3 separate regions of the Mus musculus genome follow, and all the other regions are linked to region 2. A link is a contact called in public HiChIP or PLAC-seq data. All regions are on one chromosome and are shown on one strand. The core of a region is the stretch at or near the end of the contact, and the rest is flanking DNA. Distances in the headings are between cores, read along the strand shown.

Evidence for each region. HiChIP or PLAC-seq counts read pairs in DNA pulled down with a chosen protein or histone mark.
Region 1: an H3K27ac HiChIP or PLAC-seq map of extraembryonic endoderm stem cells shows a contact between it and region 2. The contact joins two enhancer-like sites. A contact is called at or near these places in 1 of 115 datasets of contacts at active chromatin or transcription factors (extraembryonic endoderm stem cells) and 2 of 9 other capture datasets (adipose tissue and embryonic stem cells).
Region 3: a contact with region 2 is called in a CTCF HiChIP or PLAC-seq map of the NIH/3T3 cell line, with 11 read pairs. The contact joins two enhancer-like sites. A contact is called at or near these places in 1 of 15 datasets of contacts at CTCF or cohesin (the NIH/3T3 cell line), 3 of 484 Hi-C or Micro-C datasets (embryonic fibroblasts and pancreatic cancer cells) and 7 of 115 datasets of contacts at active chromatin or transcription factors (the NIH/3T3 cell line, astrocytes, embryonic basal ganglia and 3 more).

What each region holds. Positions count from the first base shown.
Region 1 is chr3:145,812,981-145,817,350 of GRCm38.p6, reverse strand. All of the region lies in intron 1 of Ddah1 (dimethylarginine dimethylaminohydrolase 1), which reads right to left. Among named protein-coding and RNA genes, the nearest start is that of Ddah1, 56 kb to the right of the region's middle. Within about 2 kb of position 1,355, at least 20 of the 459 cell types and tissues checked have an H3K27ac peak or open chromatin away from gene starts, as enhancers often do. A contact at or near this core is called in extraembryonic endoderm stem cells, where this site is marked.
Region 2 is chr3:145,683,624-145,688,322 of GRCm38.p6, reverse strand. No RefSeq gene overlaps it. Among named protein-coding and RNA genes, the nearest start is that of Gm17501, 36 kb to the right of the region's middle. Within about 2 kb of position 3,007, at least 113 of the 459 cell types and tissues checked have an H3K27ac peak or open chromatin away from gene starts, as enhancers often do. A contact at or near this core is called in the NIH/3T3 cell line, astrocytes and extraembryonic endoderm stem cells, where this site is marked.
Region 3 is chr3:145,897,374-145,902,393 of GRCm38.p6, reverse strand. No RefSeq gene overlaps it. Among named protein-coding and RNA genes, the nearest start is that of Gm35187, 9.2 kb to the right of the region's middle. Within about 2 kb of position 2,418, at least 18 of the 459 cell types and tissues checked have an H3K27ac peak or open chromatin away from gene starts, as enhancers often do. A contact at or near this core is called in the NIH/3T3 cell line and astrocytes, where this site is marked.

The DNA of each region.
Region 1 (4,370 bases), core at 106-2,605, 130 kb before region 2:
CGTTATTATGTGTACTCGGGGTTTTTTGTTTTGTTTTTGTTTTTGGAGGGAGAGGAAAGGAAGACATAAAAGAGTAGAAGATTTGACATATCCTGGCTCTACTGCTTCTCAACTTGCTTCTAATCGATCCTGAGCCGCTTTTGGATTCAAGAGATGTGTTATTTTCTGCTACAGGGAGCACAAAGTCCAGTAGTCTTGTTACAATATGCATTTTTTTTAAATTGGCCTTTGCCTCCAGTTGCTGGCACAGAGCTCCTAAGGACCCTGGGATTTCCTGAGTGATAAGTATGTCTGTTGTTATTCATAACAAGCCTCCTTCCATAGCACTTGAATTTATAACAGGCAGAATGGAGGGGGTGGGGCTAGACAGCTTCCAAATGCAGTTGGTCAGAAGACCAGAGGATTGTAGGCTTGGAATGTGGAGACTCACCCAGTGATCTCCAGGAAAAGGGTGGTGGTAGCTAGAGATTGTGTTCTGTAACAAACATTCAGTGATAAGATTTGGTGAGTTTCAGGGTTAGTGAACAGACGGAGGTACTGGGAGGACAGTGTGTCAGGAAAAACATGGACTTCTGGCTCACTCATATACTGTTCTACACGTCAGTTTTCCCCTAGCTATTCCTATGTTCTATCCTTGCTCATGAATTGATAAGTTTAAGCATAAATCCTGTGATTTAGTCTAACAAATTATCAAATGCCAAGTAGGTGGTCACGGAAACCATGTAAGAAGTGATCAACAAGTGGAGTGGGGGCAGACCCGAGGGACCGCACCCTTCTTCTATGGAATCTGAAGTTCCCTCTAGGCAGTGTCTTGATGTAAACATGAGGATGGAAACTATCAGTATGGAGAGTATCCAGGACTGCCACTGGAGCCTCAGGGCAAAGTCTTGGCTTAGGGAGTCTCAGAGACCGGACTGGTCAAGTAAAGAGATGAGTAATGGCAAAAAATAGGGAAAGGAGATGGGACAATATGCCACACGCTATGGCACATGATATGGCAGACGATATTGCACACAGTTTGGCATATGATGATATGGCACACAGTATGACCCCCACACTATGGCACATGATATGGCAGACGATATGGCACATACTATGGCACATGATATGGCACACAATGATATGGTACATGATATGGCACACAGTATGGCACATGATGATATGGCACACAGTATGGCACACTGGGGCCAGGAAGTGCATAGTGGGGCTTAGTGACTCAAGTGCATCTTCAAGGAACTGCTATGGGATTTGGGCTGGAATACATTTAGAACTGGGGCAGGGGCAAGAACTGTGCATAACCAGACAGTCTTCCTATCCTGGTTCTTCAGGGAGTGGCCCTGCTCCAGGATGTAGCCTTACCACTATGACAATTACCCTCACTTTGAGGAGTGGTCCGTCTGCTACCTGAGGCTTGCAGAGGTCAGGCAGGTAGGGTTGGTTCCTTGTCAGAAAGGTCTGACCCGCCGTTCCTAGAATCCAAGGTGACTGCAGGTTTAGGACAGTAACTGGAGAACTTCAGGTGACATTTAGGGGACTGGAACAGGACACTGTTAATACTGCTGATGAGTTAAAGAAAGAGATACAGAGCAAAGGCAGAGATGTCCAGCTTCTGTCCTCTTTTTACTTACTTTTCTGGTTTAGGGGAAGCATCAGTGCTTTGTAGCTAAGGCAGTTTTGAAGTGCAGATTACAGTATTCACTACGAATATAGAACTTCTAACTAGAAATGGACCCAGAAGACAAACTTACAAGTTGACAAGGAGGAGGGGTCTTCATTTAAAATATCCTAAATCACTGCTGGGTGTGGTGTCGCATGCTTTTAATTCAGCCCTACTGTGGAAGTAGAGACAGGTGAGTTTCTGTGAGTTCAAAGCCAAACTGATCTACATAGTTCTAGGGCATGGACTCAGTCTCAATAAAATAAATAATTCTAAAACCAAAGTTGTTCTATTTGTTAGTTTCATAGATGAAATTATGCTGTTTTAGTACCTGGGCATACCATTCAGAGTTAGGTCACCTTGGCCTAACTCTGGCGGCTGAGTCGCCGAGGTCAATTCCACTGAGACTGTCACTGTGTCAATCTGTTAAATGGAACAGTTGGACATGGTGGCCTCCCTTCATCTTTGTGTATGTGCTGGAATGGAGTCAAAGGATTTCCCCCAATCCTGGACACTGAAAAAACTTGGGCCTTATATTGCTGTATCTCAGCCACTTCACAATAAAGCCTTAGGTTTACTAGAACTGTTTATCAAAATAAAATAAAATAAAATAAAATAAAATAAAATAAAATAAAATAAAATAAAATAAAATAAAACAATCCAAGAAGACTGCTGGGAAAACGTAGTCTACTCTTCCCTAAATTACAAAATGTGCACCTGAATTCAGAGGGCTCACAAGCAGTAACCTTGAATTCAGAGAGTCACTCCAAGCGTGAAAACATACTAGGTGCTGCTGCTTACACCAGCATACGCTGTCCTCGTGGGTCTGCAGGAAGAGAAGCCACACAACTTCGTGTGGAGATCTCTCTTCTCCTCAGTAATGTTCCTGGAGGGTTGGAACAATACCTGACCCTTGATGAGATGGCCTAAGGTTAGGGACCCCCTATAAAACACCTTCCCAGAGAAAGAACCACAGCAAACAGAGACCAGAGGAAAGACATAGAGGATGTGGGGGGCAGGGACGTGGGTTTGTACTGGGAAGAACATGGTGGGTACCAAAGCAGGACAACGGACTTCAAGTCTGTCCGGTGAGGCTTTTACTGAGACAGGCATGAAAACTGGGCTGGGGATATAGGTGGAAGGCTCACCTAGCATGAACGAAGCCCAGGGTTCAAGCCCTAGTACCATGTAAAATGGATATGGTGTATATATCTGAAGTCCCAGCACTCTGGAGGTAGAAGTAAGAGAATCAGAAGATCAAGGACACTTTCAGCTACATAGCAGGTTTGAGGCCAGCCTGATTATGTGAGACTCTGCATCAAACACAATATCACCAACCAAAGAATATCCACGGAGGGAGCCAGGACTTCAGATACATAGGTAGCAGAGGACGGCCTTGTCTGACATCAGTGGAAGGGGAGGGAGGCTTGATGCTCCGGCGTAGGGGGATGCTAGAGGGGTGAGGTGGGAGTGGGTGAGTGGGTGGGGGAGCACCCTCATAGAAGCAAAGGGGAGGGGGAGAGAGAAGATGGGATGGGGGGTAAATGGGAAGGGGATATTATTTGAAATGTAAACAAATAAGATGATAAAACAAAACAAAATAAAACAAAACACCCCACTGCATTTGACTCCAGAAGCAAGAGCCTTAGGCGCTAACACTATACTCCCCTTCCTAGAGCCGACTCGGGAAGAGATAACCTCATTGTGTCAGCGTGCGTTTACTTTGCTGTCAATTAAGGATGTTCTGTGGGGCTCAAAAACTCACAACAGGTATGCCAGATAAGAGAGATAACTAAACCAGGAATTTATCACCCCACCCCGTGCTTAGCTTTTAGCTTCTGATAGCTTTGGGCCAGGAAGGAGCACTCTGTCCTGTCAGTTTATCCTTCAGCTTTGAGGCCAGTTCTAAGCCCCCGTCACTGGCTCATATTTAACATCATACTTACAGGCTCCCAGCTGCTCCTCTAGTTTATTTTGATCTACACAGTGACAGATAGTTCAAGGACTGCATTATGAGAAGTTAAGGCTTTGAAAATATTTAGCTCCTTCCTCAAGAAATTTGCAATCCCCAGCTCTCTGCTTACCCCAGTAGTAACTGATCTGCTTTTATATTTGGGTCTGCACAGGCCCACCAAGACCAGTTCTTTATACCACTGGAAAGGCTGAGTAGAATCTGTGATGCTTCGACAATAGTGTTTAGGATCTGCATGCCATTAGCCGTGTTCCTGGCTCTATCTGATGATAATTATTATTTTATCTCTTTGTCCATCTTTTTGATTGATTGACCCTTACATATCCTTCTAAGCTGCCTTATATCCTTTCTGCATGATGATCACGCATAAATGCACAACATAAAAATGTAACCAGAGACTTGATTTACACCCACATCCGTGATGTGATTTTCAAAGATGAAATAGGTAGACTCTGGGGGTATTTAAACTTTATCTACACAACGAAGCACACTGGGCTAAAAACGCTAACACTTCTAAGTGCAGTTAATGAACACTGTTCCTCATTAGATTTTGGTGCTCCTAGAGACAGCATTTAAGACCGTATGAGGATATACCGTGTTGATATAATCCAACACGAAATTATGTGAGAAGCATTTCCTCCCTCTAGGACCCTAGAGCACCCTAAAGAAGAAAGCCTACAGCAGACTGAGAAACTCAGGGAAAGTTCTACCTTTCATTATTGACATTTTTCCCCCATCTAC
Region 2 (4,699 bases), core at 1,758-4,257:
ATATAAAATATTCCAGTCTTCATACTCAAAGACATAAATGGCAGAGGCTGGATTTTAACCCACATTTCTTTTCTTTTTCCTTTCTTTCTATGTTACTTCTTTTTTGAGACAGGGTCTCACTGCGTGTTCTGGCTGACCTGCAACTTGTTATGTTCCAGATTTTTTCATCTCAGAGCCTGGCTGTGGCCCACAATACTGCAAGGGAAGGTCATATAAGGGGTTAGAAAGTACAGGGCCGCTTGCAGAAAGGACCAAGACTTTACTGTTAGGCCATGGCTTTGGCAAAGGTCCCCAGAGGATGCAGCATGAACTGCCTCTTCTATGATCTTAAAATGTGTTCCTTGCAGACTGTGAGCTCTGACATCTGTACTCCCGACACTGAGGCTAAGGCAGGATGCTTGCTGCTCATTCCAGGCCTTCCTGAGTAAAATAAGACGCTGTCTCTGAAAACCAAAGCCAACCAAACAACCAAACGAACCAACAACCCCCCTCATACTCCTGATGCTTAGATTCTGAGCAAATCAGAATTTTAAATATCTTCAATTTCCTCAACTGCTGACCATCCCCTAGAGATTTCTGTCACAAGAAAACAAGCAGTTTGTGTCACAGCACACCGACACAGTTCAGTCTCTAGATGTCACCTGAACACTAAGCCCAGCTAAGTAGGTGCTAAGAGACTGCTGGGCTTCTCTCAGGTTTTAAAGGGAACAATGCCCTGCGTCATGTTACCTTTTCTTACTGAGAATTCCTATTCATCCCAGACTGGGTGCAGATGATAGACATAAATAAATTTAATAATGAATAAATAAATGAATAGCTTTTGTGTTTGTGCACACACGCATGTGTGTGCATGCATGTGCACATTTGTTATGACTAGGCTGAGGGCATACTCTGTGGGACAGAGGCAACTGGCTGTCAATCATGCCACTGAAGAAAATGCCCCTCCTCCCTCCCATGGACCATGAATTGCTTATTCTTAGGGAGGGGAGGAACTTTAGGAACTTTCCTCTTCCCCCAAGACAAATCATTAACAGAGCCCAATCTTATGCATACTGGGAGGGGTCATCCCAGCTGCTTGGGGATGTTCAGGAGGGTAAGGGGATTGCCATACCTGGAGGACAGCATTCTACAATAGTCTATCCATAGGCTCAACCAATATATTGGTGGGATACGCCATGCATAAACAGGAAGTGATGTGTAGACCCCCCCCTTGGGTGGTCCTCCAGTATATTTTCAGACACACGACACCCCACTACAATCAGTATTGTTATTTGTTCAGTGGTTGTTAAAGATGAATGAGAAACATGGGTTTTCAAATCTATTAAGGAAGTCTTTGAAACTAACCTATGTTATGCTGACAACTGGGCAATTTCCCAGAAATGTTTCTCCATTTACATTTACCGTTAATAACAGTCCTGAGGGATGTGAACACGTGTCTCAGTTTTATGAATAGGAATGAATGCTGAGACTCTACTCTGCAAGGTTAAAAACTCTCCTTAGATCACACAGCCAGAAAGTGGGGAGCTAAACTGTCTTCCTTTTATGATCTTAGTGAACCGACCATACAGCTTCTCAGATCTCCTTTGTAATAAGTATGGTATTAAGGTGTAGACAAGTCCCAAGGCTAAGTGTCACATAATAATCCTCACATGGTGTGTTTACCAGGAACCAGAAGATACAACAATGTTCAAACTGAAGAGCTCTGAACCTTCTTAGCTCCGCCTTCTCCTCTTCCCCCTGAATCACACTTCACTAAGTTCTTGGTCACAACCATCCTTGTACATGTTTAGCATATTTAAAGAAAAATGGAATATAGAGGTGGGGTTGCTGAGGGTGAAACTCAGTGTCAAGGCAGGTCCTTAGCATAAGTAAGGCCCTGGGTTTAATGATCCAGCAAGGACCAAGGGAAGGAAGGAAGGTAGGAAGGAAGGAAGGAAGGAAGGAAGAAGGGAGAATGGAAGAGCGGCTTGAATATCAGATCGTTCTGAAGAAAATGACAGTTGTCACGGATGCAGGGCTGTGCTGATGTTAATTGTCAACTTGACTTCTAGGAAACAGGCCTTGGTTTATCTGTTAGAGACTGTCTAGGTTGAGGTTAGCTTTAGATAATGCCTGTGAGGGAATTCTTTGATTGTGTTGGTCGGTGTAGAGCTCCGAGAGGAGAAAATCAATATTGGCATTATTGATAAAGGAGGCTAGACATCATTATCTCAAAACAATCCTATCGTCCTCGGTAAACACTGAGGGAGCCTGGAGCAGAGAAACTTTTCCCCAGTTGGATGTTGCCTGGGCTTCTGCCAACGCTTCCTACGCGGAAAGAGGAGATTCAACTGATGAATACAGAAAGAAAATGTCTAAAAGCCAAAGACATTGTGACTTTTGTGGCAGTTGCATTATTTTTTGTTTTTATTTTTTTCATTTTTTGATATTTAAAATATGTTTACAACAAGGAGATCTGTTATTTACCTCTTGCCGATCTGTTCCTAGGCTTGAGAATGTGTTACACACTGATACAGCTAAAGCACTATACCTACCTAGTTTTTATGTCTCCTCCTTCTTCGTTTAAGCTAAACAACTTGTATGTCAGAGGAATAAAGACGTTTCTGAACAATTTATGGGCTTGAGAACTGGACTCAGTATCCAGATTTCCATACGAAGAAGAGTTGAGGTTAGCATCGCTGTGTACCAAGACTGGACAGATGTGTAATCATGGGCATGGCAGGGCTGGACAGGAACATAGCCTCGTTCCTGGGTTTTCTGCCCTCCTTCAGATGGTGTAGGGAATAAAGAAACCGGATCCATGAATTGCAATTAACGTCCTGTGTTAAATAAAACAGTCAAATAAATAGTTCTCAGAGCATGCTGTCCTGCTGGACAGGCATCTCTTGAGCCACTGGGGTGGCTGCCAGTGAGTGGCTAGTTGGAGCGCCAGCTAGGAGTTACTGTTCTCCTCAGGCACTCAGACACCAGGAGCCACGTTGGGTGTTGGCTTTCTCCAGCCAGCGAGCGAGCGCTATCTCGCTTAGTCAGACTGCCCTCTGTACTAGATGAAGCGGAGAGGGAATTCCTAGCCACCCACTCACTGGGAGCCACAAAACCCGACTCATCCTGGGGGCCTTGGGGGTGGAAGGACCACAGCTCCTCTTACTTACCTGAGCACAGTAGCCGACTATCAGGAGACTGCCTCTGGCCTTCACACATTGCCCCACTGTTTACACAGCTGATGGAAGTTTACCCTCATTGAGGAATTTGGCTCTAGAGGATTCCCCTTAAAATTCCCAAAGGGCCTATTCACCCTGTCACACCTACACAGATGCCTGTGGAGATAGCGACAGCGGGGTTCGTTTCTAACTTCCTCTGCACAGGACTGGAATTCTACACGTTTATTTAAAAGGAGGGGGGTTGGAACAGCACTAAGGGGGGACTACACACCCCAGCATTATAGGAGGTATTTTCGAGAAGGATTTTCAGCAAAGTCAACAACTCCCTTGTCCTACCACTCAGACATTCCTTGGCTTCATCCAACAGCCTAAACTCTGCCCTCCTTCCTCTCCTCACAGGCACCACGCTGAGCCAGATGAGTCTCCCAGCAGCTCCGAACCTTTCAAAAGCAGAGAAAGAAACACTCAAGGAGAAGCAAGAAACAGGGGCTGGAAATTCTTCACCTTTAATAATGTAGAGGCCGCTGGCCCGCTCTTTGCAGAAGAAAACACCTCGCCCGTGGTTTAACCATGATACAGCACAGGCATCAGACTGACTCGGAGTTTCTTGAAGTCTTTTATGCTTTTTCTTTCCAGAGAAGGATCAGTTTCTACTCTTTGCTAAGTTGCTAAGAAGTGTTGAAAATGGCAGCTCACTATTAATTTTCCCGTCTCTCCTTGCTGACTGGCAGCCGGGCTTGGCAGCAGGAAGGCCTGCTTTTGCTAGCAGTGAATGCCCCTTTCACTGGGCAGCGGCTCAGGGAACAGCCCTGCATTTGAGAAGGAGGCACACACAAGATGTAACTATATCCAGAATGGTCCCTTTCTTAATTTCCTTCCCTTACCCTAGGTCCCCCCTAGTCTAAATAATGAATGATATTATGTTGCTAAATAAATTTCACTCAAGTACATTCAATGCAAAGGATATTTTTTAAAGGAGGGGAGCAGATGCAATGTGTCCTCTTGTGTGTCTCCCACTTGCCTGTTTCTAAGGAGACAAGAGTATCGTCTCAAGTTCAAGGGCTTAGGTTTTGTTTTTGGTTTTCTTTTTAAAGAATTATTTATTTATTATATGTAAGTACACTGTAGCTGTCTTCAGACACTCCAGAGAAGGCATCAGATCTCATTATGGATGGTTGTGAGCCACCATGTGGTTGCTGGGATTTGAACTTAGGACCTTTAGAAGAACAGTCAGTGCTCTTAAACGCTGAGCCATCTCTCCAGCCCAGGCCTTAGGTTTTTGTGACAAATTAGTTTGACCAATTCTGCTAAATGAACAGTCATGCCACTTTGATCAAATCTCTTTTCTTTCAATGTCCTTATTTATATAGTTTATAAAATAAGAAAATTACTCCGGAGAGTTCTGCTTTCGAGAATAAAATATAACCATCTTGTCAGTTACAATCGTAGTCATGGGGAGCATGGGTTCCTCACAGAGGGGAGAGTTCAGCTTTCCTTTGCTTGTGTCTGTAACCCAAAAAATGCCCTTAGCAGATGTC
Region 3 (5,020 bases), core at 1,169-3,668, 210 kb before region 2:
CAGATGCTAGGATTACAGGAATGTATCACTGTGCCTAGTTAGTGCAGCTCAGTGACTCTAACCCAGGCTTTAGTCCTTGCTAAGAAAGCACTGTTAACTGGCTCACCCACAACGCTCCCAGGAACCTTACAGTCCTAACATTAGAGTTCTGATCTGTTTTGAGTTGAATTTTATCTGCGATGTGAGAGGGAGGATCTAGCTTCACTCCTTTGCTTACGGGCATACGTTTTCTTCTCTCCCCTGTTCCACAGCCTCTATACTCCTGTTGAAAGTAAGCTGACTGTAGGCACCTGGGTTTGTTTCCACGTTCTCATGTCACCTGTTCATCTGTAGTCTATCCTTACGCAATCCTTCACTGACTCGTTACTTCTGAAGTTTTAAAACTGGGATACATGAGTCCTCCAACTCCACCCACCACCACCTTTAGTGATGTCTTCGCTGTTTCAGGCCCCTGATGCTCCTATAGAAACCTGTAAAACTTAAAGCTTTCAGGGTTGGAGAGATGGTTCAGCTGTTAAGATCACTGGGCTCTTCCAGAGGACCCAGGTTCAATTCCCAGCACCCACATGATGGCTCCATCTGCTCTAACTCCAGAAGTTGTCTTTCCATGTGTTCTGTTCTTTGATTCCTTTAACAATTTCATCCATTCTCAGAATCTGTCTTCTCCTGCCTTTATTAGTTGATTTACATATTCGATTCATTTCAAATGGAATTGTTCTCCTAAGAGTGTGTTTGTCCATCCTAAATGCAGAGAAATACCAATGACTTATTTAAATGTTGATTTGGCATCCTGAAATGCTGAGCTCAATGGCTTGTTTTGATTCTTTTTCATAAGCCCCTGAGGGTTTTGAGGATCGGGACTATATGATCGGCAGGCAGAGATGGCTTTGGTCTTGTTCACTTCACTGCAAATGAACTCAATTGTTCTGTAGAAAAGACTCCAGTTCTTTCCTCTCCTGATTCTCCTGCTAGACAACATGTCGGAGGCATCTCTCTGGATGGGGTGGGCCAGGAAGAACTGTCCATTTTTCTCTGACACTTTTGCTTGGTTGCTGAGGACTAAGGGCATCCATCCGTAGACTCAAGGATCTTTAGCTTGCCAGCAGGGAGGGTCACTCAGGGATGTGTCAGTTCTCTTACAGGAGCCGTCCTCTCAAAGAGCAGCCTCCGTCCCACAGAAGGGGTTGCGTGGACCCTCATCTTTGGAGCACACTCACCCCTCAGCATCAGATGTGCTGGGCCAGCGTGAGGGACACTCATGTCCTGCCCTTCCTCTGGAAGGCAAACCTCACCTGGGGAGCTGTGAGGTCCCAAGAGAGCCCTGTTCCTTACTCTGTCATGTGGCACTGGGGTTCTGTCGCATGAACTGAGAGTGGGGGGGGAAGGGTGTGGTGTTGGTTCAAATACCACACTTGCCTACAGACCTCACCGAATTAGCCTGCCTGCTTGCCTGCCTTCCTTCCTTCCTTCCTTCCTTCCTTCCTTCCTTCCTTCCTTCCTTCCTTCCTTCCTTCCTTCCTCCCTCCCTCCCTTCCTTTCTTCCTTCCTTCCTTTTTCCCTTTCCTGCCCTCTCTCTTCCCTCTCTTCTTCCTTCCCTCCATCCCCTCCTTTCTTCACTGAAGGTCAAACCCAGGGCTGAACACACTAGGCAAGCCCTGTAGAGCTGAAGGAACACATGCTGTATCCAATCCATGACCACGATGAGTGACTCAAGTGTGGTGTCCTCTTTGGAAGCAGTTCTCACCATTTCCCCATCAGAAGCAGATTCTTATAATGCAAACTGAGTGTGGAGGCCTCAGTATTGTCATCTGCTACATGAAGACCGTGTGTGTCTGACTGTGAGTCCGAGGTGATAGAGTGGAATGGAAAGCCACCCGGAGCCTAATTGTAGACTCTTGGGTGGTAAAGGAACACCTTACCTACCCTGCTGTCCATGCTGTCCGTTCCCAGGGTTGCTGGCTGGAACAGTCTCTCTGCCACCACACCACTCTTGCTCATGGTCCATGAACACCCCAACGATAGGAACCTCACTGATCTTAAACTATTATCCCCGTGAGCAATATGACCAAATAAAATGCAAACATCTAGGGCTAGATGTCAACACAGAAGGTCAGAATTTTAAACAACATTGTGTGACCAGAAAGTCCCGGGAACAGCTGCAAAATGGCAACTTGATGTTTGGGACCAAGTGCTCACATGGTGTGTCTAAGTTTAGAATCAACACAGTGTCTATTAAAGAGGGCCTGGACCGGCAGGTCTGGGACGTGATGATCTTTCACTCCGAGGCCGCCTGCGGCTGATTTGGATCCAATAATTTTCTGATACTGAGTGAAGGAGAGCCTGGCCACAGCACATGCCTCCAGCTCAGAAATGTGCCAGGAATTAGGATTTAAATGCCAGCTCTGTGAGACAGCACTGGCATTGCGCCACCCCACCCCCACCCCTCTCTGACCTGCTGTAACTCTTCACCACGGGCTCTGTGCAGATATACTCTGACCTCTCCAGCTCCCTCCTGGGTATCTCAGCCAGCTCCTTGTTGGGGGACGCTGACCTTGTGAATCCTCACCTGGGCCCCATCAGAAGCATCTCCAAGCCAACGGGTCAGCAGCAGATCAGAGCGAAACAAGAAAGGGACTGATGTGTGTCTTCTCAGCTTGGGGCCTGCTCTGGCAAGTTCCAGACGCACCTTCTTGTCTTAGTCTTAGAGGCACAATCTGCCATCCTAGCCCCGGTGAGCCAAGGAGTGTTGTGACGGCTGGGTTTGCGGCGTCTCACTCAGCCCCTGCATGGAGGTTTAGCATTGAGGCCTCTGAATGAGCTGTTGGCTCTGCTCTCTTCCAAGTGTCAGTGAATTCTGTTTCCTGCTGGAATCCTCTCTAAAGTTTTACCCTGTTTATCATTAACTTTTAAATTAATTTATTTAAGAGACGGGCTCTAATTGTGATGCCCAGGCTGGCCTGGGACTCATGGTGATCTTCTGCCCCCAGTTCCTGGGTGCTGGGGTTACAAGTGGGAGAGATGGCACTCGGCTCCCATTGCCATCTAGCCCTGGTAACAGCTTCTGTCTTCCCATTATTTTTTAGGCTGAAAGAAAACACGAGAGAGAGAGGGGGGGGCCTGGTGTTTCTCTCCTAGTATTAGTCCTAGGGAACTTCACACACTCATCTGGGTCCCCAGTCAACAAAATAGATGACTTTGTTCACATCCTGTCCTGGAATTTTGAGCCTCTGTTGGGTGCGTGAATCAGTGTTTGTTCCACAAGTTCCTTCCAGAAGTAATAAAACTAACATTTCTACAGAGCTGAGCTCTTGCTTGGAATAGAACTTGTTTGCTGTCAGAGCTTTTCTGTGGAATCCATGTAGAATAAGCAGTTATTGTACTTTGCTGGGATACAGGGTGTTTCAACACCTAGCATGTAGTATTCTGATTGTATTTGGGGGGAACTTGCCTCTTAGGGTTTATCAAATTTCAATCAATAAGCTTCTTTGTCCATGTAGAGGTACATAACTTTATGTTTCAAGAGAAATGGTTAATGGACCAGTTGAGGATGTGGGTTAAGAGGTACAAAGTTCAGATACATGTGATGATTGAGTTCTAGAGGCTTAATATATAGCCATAGGGTCAAAACTAACATCAGCCAAAGGGTGACAGCCAACATCAGACATAGGAGGAGCACAGCTAACAGCAGACATAGGAGGAGCACAGCTAACAGCAGACATAGGAGCACAGCTAACAGCAGACATAGGAGCACAGCTAACAGCAGACATAGGAGGAGCACAGCTATCAGCAGACATAGGAGGAGCACAGCTAACAGCAGACATAGGAGGAGCACAGCTAACAGCAGACATAGGAGGAGCACAGCTAACAGCAGACATAGGAGCACAGTCAACAGCACTGCACTGCATACTTAAAATCTTTTTTTTTTTTTTTTGGTTTTTTAAGACAGGGATTCTCTGTACAGCCCTGGCTGTCCTGGAACTCACTTTGTAGACCAGGCTAGCCTCCAACTCAGAAATTCACCTGCCTCTGCCTCCCAAGTGCTAGGATTAAAGGCGTGTGCCACTACTGCCCGGCTTAAAATCTTGAAATAAATGAACAATTTTTAACATTCTACACACAAAAATGTCAACTATAATTATGCAATTATTTTATAATTTATATGTACTTCAAAATGCCAAGTTTCAATAGGCCATTTACATTTATGTACTTTATCTCAAATTAAGAAAAAAAAAAGACCGGGCTAGGGAAAAAGCGAACTGCCTTTGTGGCACCATTTTAACACGTTGAAGCTTTGTCCTCACTCAAAATAAAGCAACCGAAGCCTCTGTGCATAAATAGAGGGGCTTTCCAACACCTAGCAATGCCATGGCCTGCAGGCCATGTCACAAGTCAGCCCAGGCAGCGCTCTCCCGAGTGTCTCGCTGGCATGGTCCCATGAGTCTACTGTGTTTATTTATAGTGGCAGTAGCATATTTGGCAGCTCAATGGTCTCTAACGGCCGATAACCCCAGATACCATGTGCTAAAAGTAACCCAGCTCCCACTACACTAGAAATAAGTGTTTGGGGAGGGAAGAAGATAGGAACATTCCAACTTTTCTAACGGGATAGGTGGATGGAGCAGCTCCATCACACGCCGAGGACACCTGTAAACTCACGGTGGAAGCTGCCAGGCCACGGTGGCAATCAGTGATGAAAATCCCCAGTTATTTCTGGAGTGGTTGATTGATGTTTCAAATAGAAGTTGATGTTTTGAAAGGATCCAAGCATACGGTGATAGGAGTTAATGAGGATAATGATGATGCTAATGATATTTACATTATTCCTTCTTTCCAAAGACTCTCCCAGCTCCTTTATCTCATTTGTGCTGAAAATGTCCCTTTGGAGTTGAGAGGCAGATGTTAGTAATCTTTTTTATTTTTATTTTTTTGGGGGGGGGGCGGGGCAAATAGAGGAAGAGTTGATTGCCTGGCTGTCAGGCTCCACTCAGAAGGTGAGTAGAATGAACGGAACTTGGGGAAA